3 separate regions of the Mus musculus genome follow, and all the other regions are linked to region 3. Evidence: chromatin contacts called from public HiChIP or PLAC-seq data. All regions are on one chromosome and are shown on one strand. The core of a region is the stretch at or near the end of the contact, and the rest is flanking DNA. Distances in the headings are between cores, read along the strand shown.

The links. HiChIP or PLAC-seq counts read pairs in DNA pulled down with a chosen protein or histone mark.
Region 1: an HNF4G HiChIP or PLAC-seq map of pancreatic cancer cells shows a contact between it and region 3. The contact joins the enhancer-like site here to the promoter of 5031439G07Rik in region 3. A contact is called at or near these places in 2 of 484 Hi-C or Micro-C datasets (CD4 T cells and embryonic stem cells), 1 of 115 datasets of contacts at active chromatin or transcription factors (pancreatic cancer cells) and 2 of 9 other capture datasets (adipose tissue and embryonic stem cells).
Region 2: an H3K4me3 HiChIP or PLAC-seq map of stem cell-derived neural progenitor cells shows a contact between it and region 3, with 26 read pairs. The contact joins the enhancer-like site here to the promoter of 5031439G07Rik in region 3. A contact is called at or near these places in 3 of 39 promoter capture datasets (the C10 cell line, embryonic stem cells and hippocampal neurons), 12 of 484 Hi-C or Micro-C datasets (B cells, LSK cells, the NIH/3T3 cell line and 6 more), 13 of 115 datasets of contacts at active chromatin or transcription factors (astrocytes, bone marrow-derived macrophages, embryonic basal ganglia and 5 more) and 2 of 9 other capture datasets (liver and pancreatic islet).

The regions. Positions count from the first base shown.
Region 1 is chr15:85,228,027-85,231,465 of GRCm38.p6, reverse strand. It overlaps Fbln1 (fibulin 1), which reads right to left. Exons shown (of 17, transcript NM_010180.2): 5 at 1,850-1,906; 6 at 566-667; 7 at 1-49. Among named protein-coding and RNA genes, the nearest start is that of Fbln1, 24 kb to the right of the region's middle. Within about 2 kb of position 1,320, at least 65 of the 459 cell types and tissues checked have an H3K27ac peak or open chromatin away from gene starts, as enhancers often do. A contact at or near this core is called in adipose tissue and pancreatic cancer cells, where this site is marked.
Region 2 is chr15:84,774,215-84,777,491 of GRCm38.p6, reverse strand. No RefSeq gene overlaps it. Among named protein-coding and RNA genes, the nearest start is that of Gm52202, 15 kb to the left of the region's middle. Within about 2 kb of position 1,866, at least 26 of the 459 cell types and tissues checked have an H3K27ac peak or open chromatin away from gene starts, as enhancers often do. A contact at or near this core is called in embryonic forebrain and stem cell-derived neural progenitor cells, where this site is marked.
Region 3 is chr15:84,986,533-84,989,904 of GRCm38.p6, reverse strand. 5031439G07Rik (RIKEN cDNA 5031439G07 gene) reads left to right here and starts at 1,934. Exons shown (of 10, transcript NM_001033273.3): 1 at 1,934-2,296. The coding sequence starts at 2,233. It overlaps Gm39558 (a long non-coding RNA gene), which reads right to left and starts at 1,870. Exons shown (of 4, transcript XR_875533.1): 1 at 1,773-1,870; 2 at 449-750; 3 at 245-359.

The DNA.
Region 1 (3,439 bases), core at 71-2,570, 240 kb before region 3:
GATTCTCCCAGCCGGCAGTTATGGCTGCCTGTGATGCATTCATTGATATCTAGAGAGATTAAGGCGATGCAGAAGTAACCAGCAAGAACAACCAAGCCTTAAGCTTGAGCAGAAGGAATGTCCCAGAAGCCATGGTGGATCTGGCTTCCTGCATTCATCAAGTTGCCCAATCAAACTGAGCTGAGTCTTGCTGTGGGCACATCTGGAGAGGGGCAGACACCAAATCAAGCTCTGTTAAGTTTCAGATCTCTTTGAGTAAGGGCCAGACCCTAGAATCATGGCGTCTACAAGACTCCCACAAAGGAGGTCGCATGCATCATCCCCATCTCTTAGACAACGGGAAAGGCAGAAAGAAAGATCTACCCAAGGCCTCACGGCAGATCCTGAACCCAGGTGAACCCCAATGCAGCCCTTTGCCCACACTGTATCTATAGTCTTCTAGAAGACAGCCTTGTCCAGGCAGCACGCAGGTCCCAGCTGTGTTCCAGGAATGGAACAAAGGTTGTGCCACGCAGGCCTGCTCAGCAGAGGCTCCGAAGCACAGGGGCTAGCTCTCAGATGTTACCTTCGCAGGAGACACCATCCGACTGCAGCTGGTAGCCCACAAAGCAAGAGCAGATCACCTCGTCCCCAGTGTCACGGCACTGCTGCTTACAGGGCCCGCCACCTGCAACCAGAGTCCATGGGAGCTAGTGAACAGACTGAGCGACCTTCAGAGACCCTTCCAGGATGCACGGACACAGAAAACAGGCTCCTTGCCACAGCCACGTGTGGTCCTTGGGACACTCCCAAGCCTCGGCTCTGAGCGTCTCCGGGGCCTCTGAAGGCAGCAGAGGTCTGACAAGTTAGGAACCTTGTGTTGCTTCTGTGGTTAGAGTGGACCTGGGGAGGCATACTGCTCGTGGTCAACAAGAGGCCTGGGGGGAACAGGCTCCACCTGGAGGCAGGGCTCTATCAGAGCCCATGTAACTCTCAAGGGTTTCCAGCTGCCCATTCCTGCTAGCTTGCCCATGTCCATGTCCGGTGCTGTGACAATTGTGGGTACAGCCTCTCCCTGCCTGGCACCTCCCCTGTGACTCACACGGGATACTTCGAGTGTAACCCCACTGGGATGATCTGTGTTTCCTTTGCCACAGCCTGGCTGGCTATCAGGGGCACGCAGGCCTTACAGCGATGGTGGCTAATGGATCCTCCTAAGTTGTCACACCGGCTGTCACTCTCGCAGAAATCATCTGTGGCCACCCAGAGAGGGCTCACTCCAAGCTTCCTGGGAACTCCTTATCTCCCTCTCCCCTCCCTCCTGGCCTCAGCGCAGGTTGACACTGAGTGCTGGCGCTATCACTTTGTGATTAAGCTGCCTGCATACCTAACACCCAGTCGCAGAGTGAACCCTTTGGGTGGAGCTGCAACAGAACGGTCAGGTTAGATGAGCCAGAATGTTCTTGAAGAAAAAGAATTTAGTTAGAAAAGGCTGCACTGCGTGGTCACTCTAACGTAAGTGCAAAGGTCTCCTAAGAGACCATGACTCTACAGGGACAAGCGGGGCTCCAGGGACACACAGATAAGAAATAGCTACTCTCCTGGGGCATCGCAGCCTTGGAGAAGTATCATCACCCACAGAGCCCAGGAGCTTGCTGGCACTGGAGTGCTCACACCAGTCCTGCCTCCATAAGCCACTGTCCCCGACAGATCCCCCCGGCTCTGAGCACTCAAGGGTGGAAGAAACAGGGAGCCCCAAGGGCCCCAAGAACAGAAGTACTTTCCAGCTGAGTCTTAGCAGAAGTCAACACTATCCCCTGGGCTTTCATAGCTACCTACCAAAGGACTCCCACAGATCCCAACATCTCACCTCGACAGCGGTCATTCAGGTACGGGTCTTCTTGGTCCTCCTCGTCAGGAATCTTAGCTAGGGGTAGAGAGATGACACAAGATGACACAAGCACCTGCTCCTCCTGTCAGGACCGGACACATCCGAGCACACCACACTCGTTCAACTTTGGTAAATGTACCCTCACATGAAGGGGCAGGTAAGCTCTCCCAACACACAGCCTGAATTAGTTATCGTAGTCGGTGAGTCTAAAGCTCAAGAGAGATGTGAATGAGGTAAAATTCCCAGCAAGCATAGTGCACGGATTGCCTGCAGCTTCTCAGGGCTTCCTGCACGACTCAGGAGCTCACAGTGTAAGAGAGCGGATGAAAGAACCAGGGGGTCGGGGCTGGAGAGATGGCTCAGCGGTTAAAAACACATCTTTCTTGCAGAGGACCTGGGTTCCGTTCCTAGCTCCCACACTTGGCTCACGGCCACCAGTAGTTCCAGTTCCTGGGGCTCCAATTCCCTCCTCTGTCCTCTAAGAGAACTCTTCTGACCATGGAGGGCACACGGTATACATATATGCAGGAAACACTCATACTCAGAAATATAAATTAAAAACAACAAGAAATTCCTATATCACAGAGCCATGGCCCTCAGGGCTTCAAGCACAGGTGGCTGTAGTCAATGGGGACAGGTAGAGCTGGCCAACAGAACTGCTTCTGTGGTCCCACAGCCCTCTGAGGAAGAGCCTGCCACCTGAACACAGATGCACCCAGCCACTGGCTCACACTGGCCAAGACTCAAAAAGGCCAAGTCCTCCCTCCACTACTGTTTGTCATGTGACCTTACACATCACTGTTTGTCATGTGACCTTACACATCAAGGCCTTCCTGAGAGGATCAGATCAAAGGGCAATCACCCACCAATTGCCAGGGCAAAGTGAGGTCTGCAAGGGAGCCAGCCTCCTGCAGAGCACGTGGCAATCTTCCTGTCTCACAGCCGTGATGGTCAACCTCACAGGGCAACTTGACGGGAAGTCACTATGAAGGGAGCTTTGGTGACAGTAGAGTGGTATTTAAATCAATGGACTCTGAGAGGAGCATATGGCCCCTCCCAGATGTTAAGTGAACCTCACTTAAGCAGTTGGAGGCCCTAAGAGATGGAGACGGGTGGGGGGGTGGGGGGGGGGGAAGAGAACCTCCTGCCAGCCAAAGGCCTTTGGAGTTCAGTAAAGCCAGCTTTTCCCTGGAGCTTTGGCCCGCCCTCCAACCCTCCGAGGCCAATCACACAGCTCTCTTTACACAGCTGTTCTTTGGTGTCCATGGGGATAGGTCTTGGGACCCTGGAGGGCATTAAAACCCACAGAAGAGGAGGTGGAGAGATGGCTCAGCAGTTAAAGGGCATGCGCTGCTCCTGCAGAGGATCCAGGTTTGGGCCCAGCAGCTATAGGGTGGCTCACAACCATCTGTAACAACAGTTCCATAAGATCCAGGTTTGGGCCCAGCACCTATAGGGTGGCTCACAACCATCTGTAACAATAGTTCCATAAGGTCCCATGACTGTTTCTGGCTCCAGTAGACACCACACACATGCGGTGCAGAGACATAAATGCAAACAAAACATCCC
Region 2 (3,277 bases), core at 617-3,116, 210 kb after region 3:
GAGAAGTTGGCTGACACACCGGCCAGGTACAAAGAGGTTACTTGATTCTTACACAAAACAGAGGAATGCTAACATGGAAGGACTGGCAGGAACCAACTGGGATAAAATTCAATGTTTAACAACTGGGATCAAAAACGGCTCCATCTAAGGTCCACTTAATCTTAGAAGCCAGGGTCAAGGGCTTCGTGCCCTTGCCATAGTTCCTACTCTAGTCTACTATATAGTCCACCTTCCACCTACGCCATTGTAAATACTTGTGTATGGGTGTAACTCAGCTATCTATAATTGTAAGTATCTACTCTGGTTCCTTCTTAGATCACAAACTTCCTTCTTCCTAGATCATGGTAAATTTCTGTGTAGGGCAGTGACTTAGCTATCCTTGCCCAGGGTCAGCTCAAGGACTGCCTAGAATCTAACTTAGCTATATGTCAAAATATCAATCCTTAGGAGCACTTATAATAAAGCAATATTAAGGGAAAGCACACAGATCTGTTTACCAACTAAAGCAAGGACATTGGAGCATTCTTTATACAGGATGCCATGATTCCAGGAGACTAAGTTTCCGTGAACTTTTCGCCTTGGGACAGCACCCAGGTTTTCAGGGCCTGTCGCGCGTGTCACTACTGGAGTGGACATAGCAGGTGTGTGTACATGTGTGGGGTCACCCACATGTCATGGTGCACCTGCGGAGATCAGAGGACAGCATGTGAGAGGCAGTTATTTCCTTCCACCATGTGACTCCCAGGAACTGAACTCCAGTCTCTAGGCTTGCTGGCACTCTCCTTCACCCACTGAGCCATCCCTCACCACCCACCATTCACTCTGTAATAACTCCTTCTGCTCGTATATCATTCAGTGTCTATGAGACCACTTGGCGATGAACCATCGTGGGCTTGCAGACGTGACCCTGGGTGATGTTCTCCTGCCAGTTCGTGTGCCATAGAGGTGTGACAGTGCTGACCAGCAGGGATGGTCACCAGGGGAAACTGTGATCCAAATCAACACACACAGGTCTGTCCTGGCCATACTAAATAAATGCAGGATACTCTTCAGTCACGCTGGTGACACACCTTGGCTTATCTGCTATTCCTGATGGTCAGGCCAGCTGAATCTACATGCAACAATGCTCTGGTCCACCTTCCAGGTCATTCCTAGACACTGTGCTGATTTCCAAAGCTCGCTGAGTGAGTGAGCTCTCTCGGTGTCTGCAGCACTCTGGGCTTCAATCGTCAATGAGTGACTTTTACTTTCTGACTTCCATTTTCCTTCCCAGACATCTCCCGCTATCGTGGAACCTTAACATGCGTGGGTCTGGGGAGGTATCTGTGGCTCATTCTATGAATTCATTCTTTCTCTGAATGTCAACCACAAGTTCTGGGCAGCCTGCCGAACCTCTGCAGTCAACTGGCAATCGCTGTCATCTCCGCAAAAGTGAATGCTTGGATAATCTATCCCCTGTGTCCGGGAGATTGAGTCCTCATGCAGGCTCTGTTGTCATTGTTTTAAGCTGGGACATGTCGTGTGCTTCCTACGTGTGACTGCCATAATCACTTTCTTTTGCTGTGGGAACGATGGGGAGATTGTACTGAGACACGGGAAGGTGACGGGGCCACGCAGCGCTGGGCTGGGATTCCACAATTACCGATTGTGAAGGGAAACTGTTATCAAAGGAGCGGCAGGAGACCGTCTTGGGGCACCTCTCCAAGTCAGGAAATTTGAAACATATATTTCACAGACACGCATTTCCCTGTAAACCCCACTGCATAATGCATGAGGCTTGATTTAATGTCATTGTTAATTCGGGGCTCACAATGGTGGGCTCTTAAGGGAGCCATCATTTTTCTTTCTTTCTTTCTCCCTGGCAGCAGAACTCTGAGACCCTTTGGGGTTATTCAGCATTCTGAGAGCACAGACGCCATGGGGGGGGGGGTGCAGACGCATGGTGGCTTTTCCAGAGGCTACGAGCAGGACAAGGGGGCTGGCTGCCTCGGAAGGCCATACTGAGCCATGCTGGAAGCCCACTTTGTTTGACTATTTGGGGTCAGAGAGGAAGGGTTGGGGTTGTCAGAAGGAAGAAAGGGAGGAGAGAGGGAGGAAAGAGGAGGGAAATGAAGAGAAAGAAAGAAAGGGGGAGAAAGAGAGAAGGAAAGTGAGAGATAGAAAGAAAAAAGGGAAAAAAGAAAGGGAAATAAAAGGAAATAGAAAAAAGAAACAAAGAAAGCAAAGTAAGAGAAACAAGAGGAAAAAGAAAGGCTTTGTAATGGAGGAGCAGGAGGAGGAAGGGGAGAGGGAGGAGAAGAGAAGGAGGGGAAGGGGGAGAAGGAGGGGGAGGAGAGGAAGAGGGGGAGGAGAAGGAAAGGAGGAGGAGGAAAGGAAGAAAAGAGGATGAGGAAGTAGGGAGGGGAGGAAAGGAAGAGGGAAGAGAAGAGAAGGAGAAGGGGAGGAGGAGAAAAGGAAGAAGAGGGAGAGGAAGAGGAGGAGGGGGAGGGGGAAAGAAGGAGGGGAGGAGGGGGAGTAGAGAAGGAGGAGAAGAGAAAGAGAAAGGGGAAGGAAAGGGAGGAGGAAAAGAAGGAGGAGGAGGAGGGGGAGGAGGAGGAAAAAAAGAAGAAGGAGGAGAAGAGGAAGAAGGAGGAAGAGGAGGAGGAGGAGAAGGAGGAGGAGGAGCCATCAGTGTCATGAAGCCCAGGAGAATCCATGTGGCTTCGGGTGACCTGGCAAGACAGAGCAGCAGGAAGCAGACAAAACTCTACACAAAGCCTGGTGGGCAGGTAGTGGGGCCCCTGACACGTGTGACTGGAGCTTGGCTAGGGGCTCAAGGGCACCAAGGACTCTCTCAATACAGGTGTCAGGCCAGTGCCTGAGTCCGGCCCCTGAGCTCAGCAGCAGTGCAGGCCAGGCTCTCCCGAGCTCCTGAATACAGGCAGGGCGTTTGCTGAAGGATACTTCAGCCCAGGGCCACTTTAGACTGCCAGCAGAGGTGTGACAGTGTTGAGCAGCAGAGATGGCCACCAGGAAGACAAATCTACTTTAATCTCAAAAAAATTCTATGTGGTGTGATACACTGTCATCTACAAGCCCGCCCTGAAGAACTGCAGGGCTGAGTAACAGGCCCCCTCCAGTTCACCAACAACGCTCATGTTCTAAGCATTGGGCTTTCACTTTGCCCATGCCTAGTCAGGGATCAGACAGAAAAGAGCAAGCTTGCTGAGGCTGACCATGCTGGCAATACTAGCTCAGGTCTGTACACTGCCACAGAGCTACAGTTTCCAGAGATGGA
Region 3 (3,372 bases), core at 685-3,184:
CCGGCACTGTGGATGTGTAGGCAGTGATGCGGTTTCCCTGGAAACAGAGAAGAGTACCACTGCCAGTCTAAGACCTCACATATGCTGTCTGAGGGCTGGTCCCTTCCCTCGTTCTCACAGCCAAACTTCAGTTCTCCAGACTCACAGCTTGTCACCTCAATTTTCACACCGGGTCCTCATTAATAGATGGGGCCACAGGCCCAGGGGAGAGGAGACAAAGGCCAGTAATTTCCGAGATACGTACCTTTTTACAGAGTCCCTCCTGTGCCTGACTCTAGGACTATGGTTTTCAACCTGTGTGTCATTTCAGCTCCCATTGTGGGGTTCAATGATCCTTTCATGGGGGTCACCCTAGACCACTGGAAAACACAGATATTTATATTATGATTTATAACTAGTAAAATTAGATATGAAGTGGCTACAAAAGTAAGTTATGGTTGGGGCTCACCATAAAACAAGGAAATGTATTGAAGGGTCCCAGCATCAGGAAGGTTGAGAACCACTGCTCTGGGACCATGGAATTAGTCACTCAAGCCCTACCCTGAGCATCTCAGGGGAGCGGTACAAATCCCAGGTAAGGCTTGAACAGTATGCCAAAGCTGCCAATTTCCTGCTCTGGAGTGGTTTCCACACCTTGTGGTCCCACCCCACCTTCCTTAGAGACAATCTTCCTCAGCAGGCCTCTCTCCAGTCTCCATCACACAGCCTGCATTTATTGGGCGCTGGGAATACAGTTGTCAGAAGCCAGGCCTGAGGAATACACAGTGTCTTAGTTAGAGCTGCCATGGTGCAATGTCACAGACGGGAGGCTTAAACCATTCTGAGGACTGGGAAGCCCAAGGGAAAGGGGCTGGTTTTCTGAGACGCCTCCTACAGCTATGCAGTGTGATGTCAGGGGAGTGGTAAGGATGCTGTGCCTAGGAATAATAGAACAGGAGGCAGGCAAGATATAGTTTGTTTGTTTTTGAGGAAATGTATTGGAGGACACTGGGATCCAAAGGAGACAGGAGACTAGGAGAAGGGTATCCCAGACAGGGTGAAGAAGAGTCGGGGCAGACAGAACTTTATGCTTAGCATGATTGTGAGAATTTGACACTGGAAATGTAACTGGCTGAGACCAGCAGTGCATGGTCACCTACCCTGGTCCTGGGAAAGGACCACCGAGTGAGTTCAGAACGTGGCTTCTGGCGGCTGCTCCCTGCATCTTCCTCTTTTAGCACAGGGATGGATGCCCAGCTGGACCTTGGCCTTTAATTAGGATCACATGCAAGCTGATCTGATCCACCTCTGGCCTCTAGTCAGCACAGGAGCTAAGACAGGAAGCAACTCTCTGACCCCTTTTCCTAAGTGTTCAGCAGAGGAAACTGAGGCGTCCCAGGAGACCTCCGAAAGGAGGTGGTAACTTCTTGTTGAGTTTTGTGAAGCAAGTTTTTAGCAGAACCTACTTGGAAGGTTCAGACAGAAATAAGCAGAGCTGGTGTGCTGGAGGCTTCAGGGAATGCACAGGGCGGTGACAAAGCGCAAAATCAGTGAGGCGCAGAGGGGGCGGCTCAGAGGCGTGACTCTACTGGAGGGGGGGCGGGGGGCGGGAGAAAGTGGACTCAGGGTTGGGGAACACGGGCAGCAGGGAAGGTCAGCAGGCCAAGGAAGGTGTGGGAATGAGATGACGAGAACGTCACGCGACAGGTTGGAGCGAGGACGCGATGGGCTTTTGAAGTTGGCAGCAGCTGGTCGCAAGGAAGTAGGCGGGGCCAGGACCAGGGACGACTCACCGCCTTGCCCAGAGATCTGGGCGGAGTTTTAGGAGTATGAGGCAGGGCCTTTGCGTGTCGGGGGCGGGGAAAGGGCGGGTTTGGGGGCGGGCCCGCGTCGGGGGTGGGGCCTGGGCGGTGTCGAGCGCGCGCGGGCGGGCGGTGGCGGAGCTGAGGATCGCAGTGCTCCGCTGTGCTCCGAGGTCGGCGGTGGCGACGGCGGCGGCGGCGACGCACACAAAAGCGGATTGTGGCTTCACTGGTGCTCGCGGCGGGCGGCAGCGGGGCACGGGCGGCGGGGCGTGTCGGTGGCCCCCGCGGGCGCGGCGCGGGCGATGAGCCGGGGCCCGGCATGGCCTCCGCGCGGCCGCCGGGCAGGGCCTGTGCCTCGGCGTCCGCGCCCGCGGGGCTCCGGGCTGGGCCGGCCGCCTCCCGGGAGTCCGTGGACAGCAGCGAAGCGGAGGAGCGCTCGTTGCAGCACATGCTGCGCGCCATAGCCGAGGAGCGCGGACGCCTTAGCCTGCGCCGTGAGGTCTGCGGCCTGGGTGAGTGACGGGGACGGGCGCGCGCGTGAGTGTCCGCGCGAGTCCACCTCCGCTAGTCCCCCTGTGCTCCTTGCCCTCCGTGCATCCCCACCGCCCTGGGCTCTGTCTTTCGGGACCCCAAGTCTCAGTGTCTTTTTGGTACCACAGAACCCCGATCCTTGTGTCTCCGCGTCCCTATCTTCCTCTGACCGCCAGGATATCTGTCCCAGCTCCTTCTTCCTCTTCGTGGTTCCTTAACTCTTCTTCCTTCTCCTGGAAGATCTGGGGGCCCCACTGCTGCTGCAGGGAGTGTGGGCGTGAGATTTTGGGAGGCCCTTGAGTTCAGAGTTCAAGGCAGTGTGCCCTGACCACATTCCCCAGCCCACATGGAAGACCGCGGCTCTTGATTGCTGTAGCCTTTGTCTTTCTGCACCTAAAGGTCCTCTTGTCCATTAGCTCTACAAGGGACCTGTTGGGCCTCTGCCCCTTGACCCACCTACTTAGCACTGGAATCAGGGATTTGCTACAGCCTCTCCGGGTGTGATTCTGGTCTAAGGAGTCATTCAGCTGCTGGGTGGGGTGGGGGTGTCTCATTGTTTGAAAGGGCCTGGGAGGTGTGGGTGGGGTCGTCTTGGATGTGAGGTAATGCATAACTGATACATTTGCCCAGAACCATGTGGCAGAAACCCCCTCCCCTATAATCTTGGGCTTGTCATTTTCTCTAAAAAAAAAAAAAAAGACCCCTCCCTTCTTCATGTAAGGAATGACTTCATTCTATGTTGTGTCCCCTCACCCCCACCTCCCTGTCAGGGCTTGAGTTCTCTTTGAGGGAAGTAACAGCCTTCTAGATCCTGTCAGTGCTCCAAAGTGGAAGTGTACCCTGGTACCCTGGTAGGACCACAGTAGCAGAGGGAGAGGGTAACACCTGGAACTCAGGGTCCCTTGGTAGGCCACGCCCGGGAGGCTCTGTGAAAAGCAGAAGTGAATTTCAATTCTTTTTTTTTTTTTTTTTTTGAAGGAGACTTTTTTAGCACCTGGCCTTCTTAGGCAGCAGGGTCTAGCCCAGCTCACCTCAGCAAAGTTCTCTTGTCAGGCAG